2 separate regions of the Mus musculus genome follow, and region 2 is linked to region 1. A link is a contact called in public Micro-C data. All regions are on one chromosome and are shown on one strand. Each heading gives the region's core, a stretch centred on a gene start, on an enhancer-like site or on the middle of the called end of the contact. The rest is flanking DNA. Distances are from core to core; before and after follow the strand shown.

The links. Hi-C and Micro-C count contacts between places; a contact is called where the count stands out from the background.
Region 2: a contact with region 1 is called in a Micro-C map of granulosa cells, with 3 times the contacts expected there. The contact joins two enhancer-like sites. A contact is called at or near these places in 2 of 15 datasets of contacts at CTCF or cohesin (the NIH/3T3 cell line and stem cell-derived epiblast-like cells), 40 of 484 Hi-C or Micro-C datasets (the AML12 cell line, the C3H10T1/2 cell line, the HL-1 cell line and 27 more), 7 of 115 datasets of contacts at active chromatin or transcription factors (astrocytes, cardiomyocytes, embryonic fibroblasts and 3 more) and 2 of 9 other capture datasets (adipose tissue and pancreatic islet).

The regions. Positions count from the first base shown.
Region 1 is chr16:34,526,707-34,530,495 of GRCm38.p6, reverse strand. It overlaps a transcript of Kalrn not described here. Among named protein-coding and RNA genes, the nearest start is that of Kalrn, 15 kb to the right of the region's middle. Within about 2 kb of position 2,050, at least 16 of the 459 cell types and tissues checked have an H3K27ac peak or open chromatin away from gene starts, as enhancers often do. A contact at or near this core is called in granulosa cells and pancreatic cancer cells, where this site is marked.
Region 2 is chr16:34,601,922-34,605,710 of GRCm38.p6, reverse strand. No RefSeq gene overlaps it. Among named protein-coding and RNA genes, the nearest start is that of Ropn1, 47 kb to the left of the region's middle. Within about 2 kb of position 1,655, at least 22 of the 459 cell types and tissues checked have an H3K27ac peak or open chromatin away from gene starts, as enhancers often do. A contact at or near this core is called in granulosa cells and pancreatic cancer cells, where this site is marked.

The sequences.
Region 1 (3,789 bases), core at 801-3,300:
GTGAGAATGGCTTTCAGAGTGATGTGTGCGTCGCTTTAAAGGGTAGATCGCCAGACACAGAGTTTGCCCCTGTTGATTTTGTTCAGGTGTTCAGATTTGCCGAGAGTCTTATATCTTTGCCCGGTCATTTGTTATAGTATTGAGTCCACTATACCAGGTTTGTATTATCTGTCCATATTATAGGCATAATCTTTATCTGAGGAAATAACATTTTTAAAGAAGCTAAAGAAACACTTGAGGGGGCAGTGCTGTGGTATCTGTGGCCACCACCAGAGAGCCCTGTTCCACACAAAGTGTTTCTCGTAATAAAAGCCCTTGGGTCTTTTGCAATCATTTGCAGCGACTCCTCACAACTGTACCCATACTCAATTATCTACAAGAATATTTTGGAGGACATTTGCCATGGGCTTAGCAGAGATCCAGATACATGTTCTGCAGTATTCTCCTGTCCACTGTCGTCATGGAGTGAAGTCAGAACAGCACACATTGCCTTAGGGTGAGTGTCATTCAAAGTAGATCCTGGGTAACTATTCAATGAGCAGTGTGTTTATATACTTCCATGTACTTCCGTATAAGAATACACTCAGTCCCAAAGATACCAGAAGGAAATAGCTGTCTATTTTTGACTATTCTTCTCACCCATGTACTTCTTGTCTACTGTCTCCAAAGGAAGCTGGTGGCTGAGATATGGCTGGCTTCCTGATACACTCAAAGTTCTTGTTTCCAATGTCCAAATGCTGATACTACACCCAGGTATATTAGACTATTCACACAGACACACAGGCTGGCATTCATATGTTTGTGCAATGACATATAGTCATCCTCAAATGCTCCCACCATCTGAAAGAGGAAATAGGGTGTTCACTCAGCCACAGGCCTTGCTGGGTTACTCTGCATTACCTAGCAGAGGAGAGGGGATGATGGGCAGTACCCAGATCACTTTTGTCCATTGTCGGAACTTGTTACAATGTTCCGGACTGTCTTCAAACTCATCTGATGGTAGAACCTGAGTCCAGCAGGGTGATGTGCCCCATAGTTCCCATGCTCCCTAGGTTGTGTACCTCTACCCTTCTGGAAGTTGCCACACCTGGACTTCCACTGAAGAAAAGATAGAGTGTTCCTTTACTTTTAGGACAACTAAGATGGAAAACATAACTTTGAGTATCTATTGAAGGAAAAAGTTACTTCAGTTTTTCTGTTACTGGAAGTTAAGTTGCCTTTTTCCTTAACTGGGCTTAGGAAGTGTTTGGTGGCGTCTTGGCCAGGTATCCAGCTATTTAGGATTCCACAAGTGGTCTTATTTGGAGTGGAGTGGTGTCTGTTCTGTTTCAAAGGAGAAAAACAAAAGAAACAAGATTTAAAAACGGAGCAAAACCCAAACAGACAAAATTTCTTGCTATTTCTTTTTACTTAATTTAAACAAAATAAATAAAAAGAAAGCAAAGCCAAACAACTAGTAAACAAACCTAAACCTAAAAACAGGTAAGGCTTGCAAAATGGAAGAAGTGACACAGATGTGAACTGTTGTCCCTTTGCACTCTGCAGTGTCCTTCCTGAGCAGTGCATTATGGGAAGCCCTTGGTATGATGGCAGGCAATAGTGGGTGGGATGGAAGAGATTCAGTTTCTGCGTTGTTCACAGTCTGACAATCTGCAGAACTAGCCAGAGTTTCTCTTGGATAAGCTGGGCCCGTACTTGATAAATCACCTTATAAGGAAAAGGCCACCCTTTCTAACCCTCTCCTCCTTTCCCCCTCCCCCCTCAAACGTAGGGATGGCGAACAGAGTCAAGGTTTCAACTGCTTAGTTCAAGTTAAACAAACCCACCCTAGACAAACCTGCATTCCTCTCTCTCTGAAAGATTGTATCTGCTTGACCTCTTGCTTTGGTCTGGGCCATTCCACTCCTTCTTTTATTCTTTCCCCCCTAAAATAAACTCTTTAATTGCATATTTATATCTTATGTTTATCTATGGGATGAGTAATTGCCCAGGTCCATTCTCCTCTTAGTCTGGCTGTTGTTAAGGGGTTAGACTAAGTGCGTAGTCACTGCCCAGGACTCAACAAGGCCAGGGCCTTAGACTGTGGCTGTATTTGCACTACTTCAGGGTCTCCCTGAAGTCCCTGCACAGGGGCACTTTGAGTAGTCCAGGAACTGCTTTATGTAATAGGAGTAGGACCCCATCTGTATGGGGGGGTGGGACAGAACAGATGGAGGCCTGGGAAAGAAGATAAGAAGCAACATTGTCAGCTCAAGGTTGATACTGAAAATTAGGTTCCAAAGCTAGATACTTCCTGTCTCTTCCCATATCCCCAGCCTTGGTGCCCCAAGGATGTTCCAAGGCATGCTGAGTAAAGCAGGATTGTCTAGCTGTTCCATCCCGGTCAACCCCCTTTCACCTTGAGTTGCTGCTGCAAGGCAAACTGTTGATGCAGCTGAGAGCTTGTGATTAGCAGCCAGGGTATTCTGTTCCTTCTTGTATTCTCAGTCATGGTTCAGGATGTGATTCAGGGTAAGTGGCTACATAGTAAGTGCTTGCTGAACAAGGGAGAGCTGCTCTTCATTCACTCTCTATTTATCCTTTCAAAGATTTTTCTCAGCCAGAAATTTGACATAGGACAATGAACAGGAGTCGGTTGGACAGAAGGACACAGAGAGAGCTTAAATGTCATAGGGTCCTGTGGACGGCCAGTGTGTGGCCCAACTAAGTTGCCCGGAGAAGGTTTCCTGTGGGTCTAGAGAATTAGATGAAGGCAGAGTGGGAGCAGCCTTCCAAAGCCTGTGAAGAGCATATGTGATGGTCTAAAGGGAAGAGACAGCTTAGTGTGGAAAGTATAGGCTGGCAACACCATGGTGATCATCACTGTCTTATACTCATGTGTAGTACCTGCTGGGTGGGGTGTATTATTATATTTATTAACTTAGTTAGGTGTTACTAACATCCTCATTTTGCACAAAAATTGGAGGCACAGAAACGTGGAGTGATTTGATGGATATCACATGACTATGGGAGGTAGCTTTGACATAGGAGGGTGGTTGCCTCCAGAGTCTAGGTAGTGATAATGCATAAATCAGTCAGTCTCTCTGACTCTGTCTGTATGTCTCTCTGTCTCCTCCTTCTCTCTCTCTCTCTCTCTCTCTCTCTCTCTCTCTCTCTCTCTCTCTCTCTCTCCTCTCGTGTTTCTCTCTGTCTCCCCACCCCTCTCTGTACTCCCCCATAGGATCTTGGCATGCAATTAGATATGCCTAGGTTTTGGTGGTAGCAGTCAGCTTAGAGGATGTCTAGTTGACACTGACAGAGCCTCTGACATGTTCTAATTATTGAGTCTTTCTTTCCTTGCCTCAGTGGATGGCTTGGCTTTGTCTTGTTTCTTGTGAACAGACCTGGAGCTACAAGAATGGCTCCTATCTCTGAGTGGGGAGAAGAAGGGGAAATGTTTTAGGGGCCACAACTCAGGAGAGGGGCAACCTCTCCTAGATGTAGCCACTTGCAATGATTGCTGGGGCTGCACATCTTAAAGACTGGCTGGAGGAGAGTAGATGAGGTGATTGACAACTTTGTCCTAAGCAATTGGCCAGGAATAGAGATGGAAGGAAGGATGGATTCCGCCTTTTCTCTACCTTCCTCAGAACTGATGGTCCAACCCCAAGCTTCAGAGCCAAGGCATGGTGCCAGATCTTGCCCCCATGCCTTATAAATTTCTATCCTGTACCCAGGGCTTACAGTAACCACTTCCTCAGTAGTTGTGTGTCCCAGCAGCAAAACCAGTGTCTTTAGGGTTCTTCTCAC
Region 2 (3,789 bases), core at 406-2,905, 76 kb before region 1:
CATACTCTAAAAATCCCGGGAAGAGCCAACATTTTTCTTGCCAATAATAATGTTCAATAAGCCTCTGCATCTTGTCTCTCAGGTTTCTTCAAGGCTCAGTTCTACATGCCCTGTCAAATCTGCGTGGGTGTAGGGAAAGTGAACTCGTTTTAATACCAGCCCAAACCAGACATCACTGGGAAAGAAATCAGAGAAGCCATTCTAAAGTCAAATAAAAATAACTCCTGTGAGTACATACTCTATGATCCTACATAGATGCTTGAGACCTGGCAGAAGAGAACGTTCTGAGACACTGGAGATGCTCTGACTCAATTGTACTGATGGTTGCATAGGTCTATACAACTGTGGAAACGGTTTACAATGCACAGTTAAGGTGGGCAAACTAAGGTTTGGCTTTAAAAAATACATCTGCTATGTGTTCACATTTCTCTTTATCTACATGAGTAAAGACTATTGAGAGCTGAGTATAAATCAGAATCCCCCCAAACTATATTGTACATACACACACACATATGTGTGTGTGTGTACAGTGTGTATATATACATATATATTCCAGTATATATACAGAATATATATATGTATTCCAAAGTTCTTGATCACTAGGACCCATTTGCATGCTGTAATGTTCTGGGTTATCTGTATGATTTACACACACACACATATTTATATATGAGAGAGACAAGATGTGGAGGTTTATGAACATAATTATTAGCAAGAAGAACCCATATATACTTATATATATGCATATATACATACATATATGTATATACATACATATCTATGTGTACACACATATGTATACATAATTATATAATATGCATATATACATGTATATATACACATACATATATAGACACATAGATGGGTTCTTCTTGCCAATAATTATACTCATAAGCCTCCCTATTTGTCTCGCATATATATATATATATATATATATATATATATATATATATATATATATATATATATGATACAGATAATCCAGAACAATAGATACAGCACCCAAATGAGTGGTAGTGATCCAGGACTTTGGAATGTTTACTGAGCAAAACTTGACTGACAGGCAGCGGGAAAGCAGGAAGCCAAAAAATTCAGTAGGGTAAGCCAGATCAAACTTATAGGGGATAGACAACAAAAGGGTGACCAACCGCACATATGATAATGATTTGTTGACGTAGTAACCTGAATTGTATATGCTTAAAAAGTGCAGCAGAATGAGGTGGAGCAGATATTTACTGTAAAACCGGACAAAACCCCAAGTGGTCCTGACACCTAGATAACAGGAAGTCTTTGTCATATCCATCTTTCCCATATCCCTAATTAAAAATTTGATATCTCGTAAGTCAGGCACCATGCCCTATGTATTCTGACATCCAAATATCCATTTCACAGTTGGCCAGGCTCCCCTGGAGGTGCTGTAAGTAGATTACGAGATGGAGTTAAGATTCAGCACGGTGGATTTTTTTTCTCCACCATGTCACCTTGTGGGAAATCACTTGTTTTATTTATTTATTTGTTTATCCAGTCAATAAAATTAGTACTAGTACAGAGCAAGTAGTTTCAAGATGCTGGGGACGGAGAGCTCATTTGTAAATGCTCACTCTGGAATCTCTGCGCCATTCTGACAACTGTGCCAGTGGCTGGCATGAGTAATGATGTGGTCACGCTCAGCGACCTCAAGGCCGTGCCTCAATGATAACTGTGCTCAGGCTGTACGACATATATAAGATTCCTTAACTTTTTTGGTCTGTTTCTTTCCAAAGGGTGGCTCCAGGCCACTTAAGGCATCTTTGCTCTAAAAATTCCATGAAAATGAAATTAAGTGTTTTAGTTTTGTTTGTTGAAAAACTTCTCTTAAAAACCCTTCTGAGGCATTTTTTGAAATTAATTCCTCATTGCTTCAAATCTCAAACTCACATATAACTGTAAGTCAAATTAACATTTGATCTTATGCAGGGCAATAGACCAGGTTTCTCTCTCTCTCCCTCCCTCCCTCCCTCCCATCCTCTCTCTCTCTCTTTCTCTCTTTCTCTCTCTCTTTCTTTCTTTCTTTTTTTCTTTCTTTCTTTCTTTCTTTCTTTCTTTCTTTCTTTCTTTCTCTCTTCCTTCCTTTCTTCCTTCCTTCCTTCCTTTCTTCCTTCCTTCCTTTCTTTCTTTCTTTCTTTCTTTCTTTCTTTCTTTCTTTCTTTCTTTCTTTCTCTCTTCCTTTCTTTCTTTCTTTCTTTCTTTCTTTCTTTCTTTCTTTCATTCTTTCCTTCTTTTCTTTCTCCCTGTTACGTAGTGTTTATGTATGTATATACTTGTGTAGGTGCACATGTGTGTGCGTGCATGCATGTGCATGTGTCTGTAGGAAGAAGGTTGTTGTTGGCTGTCTTCCCAGTTCTCTGCCTTATGTTCTGAGACGTGATCTCTCACTGAACCCAGAGCTCACTGGCTGGCTAAGCTAGTTGGCCAGTGACCCATTGGGTCTGCTTGTCTCTGCCTGTCCCTGGCTCTGGGATTACAGAGATATCAGATCTGACTTTTATATGGGGGGTTGAGAATCCATGCTTATGTGGCAGGCTTTTTACCAACGGAGCCATCTTCCCAGTCCTGACCAAGGTTTTTGACAAGCCTCTCTGAATCACAGTGTTTTCTGACCCCTTCATTTCTTCTCAGACAAACAAAATACAAGTAGGTAGACACAAAATATCCTCTCCTCTCAAAGTCCAGTCAAACCGTAAGTACCCCAAACTCTCCAGGGGTTTCTTCAAGCATATAATGCATTCTCTCTTCCATACCATCACACCACTCTCACTTGGGAGTGGCTAGGGTAGGATTCAAATTCTTCTCTTGTCCATTTATAACACATGACTCAGAACGTCTCTAACCCTCAGTTTTTCATCTGCAAGTGGGGGGCAATAATATGTACTTTGAGCTTTGGTGCAGTCTATATAAGATGATGGATATTCAACATGTGGCACAAAGGCTAGACACTAGGCACTAGAAAGCAGTGGTGTTTTTTACAAAAGGTTGCCAGAGATAGAGGCTGAGGAGAAAAAAGTCCAGCACTCTCTTGGAATGAAGAAACAGAAACCTTGGCTTTAGTTGAGTAGCTGCTGCTGCTGCTGCTGCTGCTGTGTGTGTGTGTGTGTGTGTGTGTGTGTGTGTGTGTGTGTCTGTGTGTGTCTGTGTGTTTTAGAACTTTAGAGTCTTAAGATCAAGAGTGTACGTTATTTATCTGAGAGGAGTGCCATTCTAAGAGGGTACTAAATCACCCATATGCTCCTGACCTAAGAATGGGAGGGGTTTTCTCTTTAACCTAGTAGCCAGACATTAACAGGAGGGCACATAGAATAACGATGGAGAAATGTCAAGTCCTAGGCAGCTATGATGGCCAAATCTGCACATGCCACCATCAGATTACCTCCACATCTCCCCAGGAGAGGTTGATATCTCCGGCCCTTTCCAAAAAAAGGCACCATTCCACCCAACAGGTCAGAGTTAGTGTCAGCAAGGGGCTGAGAACCTGGAGATGGAGCCTGCCTGCCGATCCAAGAACAACAGACAACTGGCTCAGGCTGTGATTCCAGTTGGTTGGAATTTACAGCTGGCCGAACAATGATCACATTCATGGGCTGAACTTCTGCTTCCCCCCTTTGCCCAAAGCCCTTCATCTTTCCTCCAAACAGACAGCCGACTGTGCTCTGAGATTTGTGCTGTTAACACCTGGAATCAAGGCTAGATGGCCTTGATTGCTGTGTAACAAAATCTAACATTCATGATTTGAAGTAGTTATGACATGCAAGC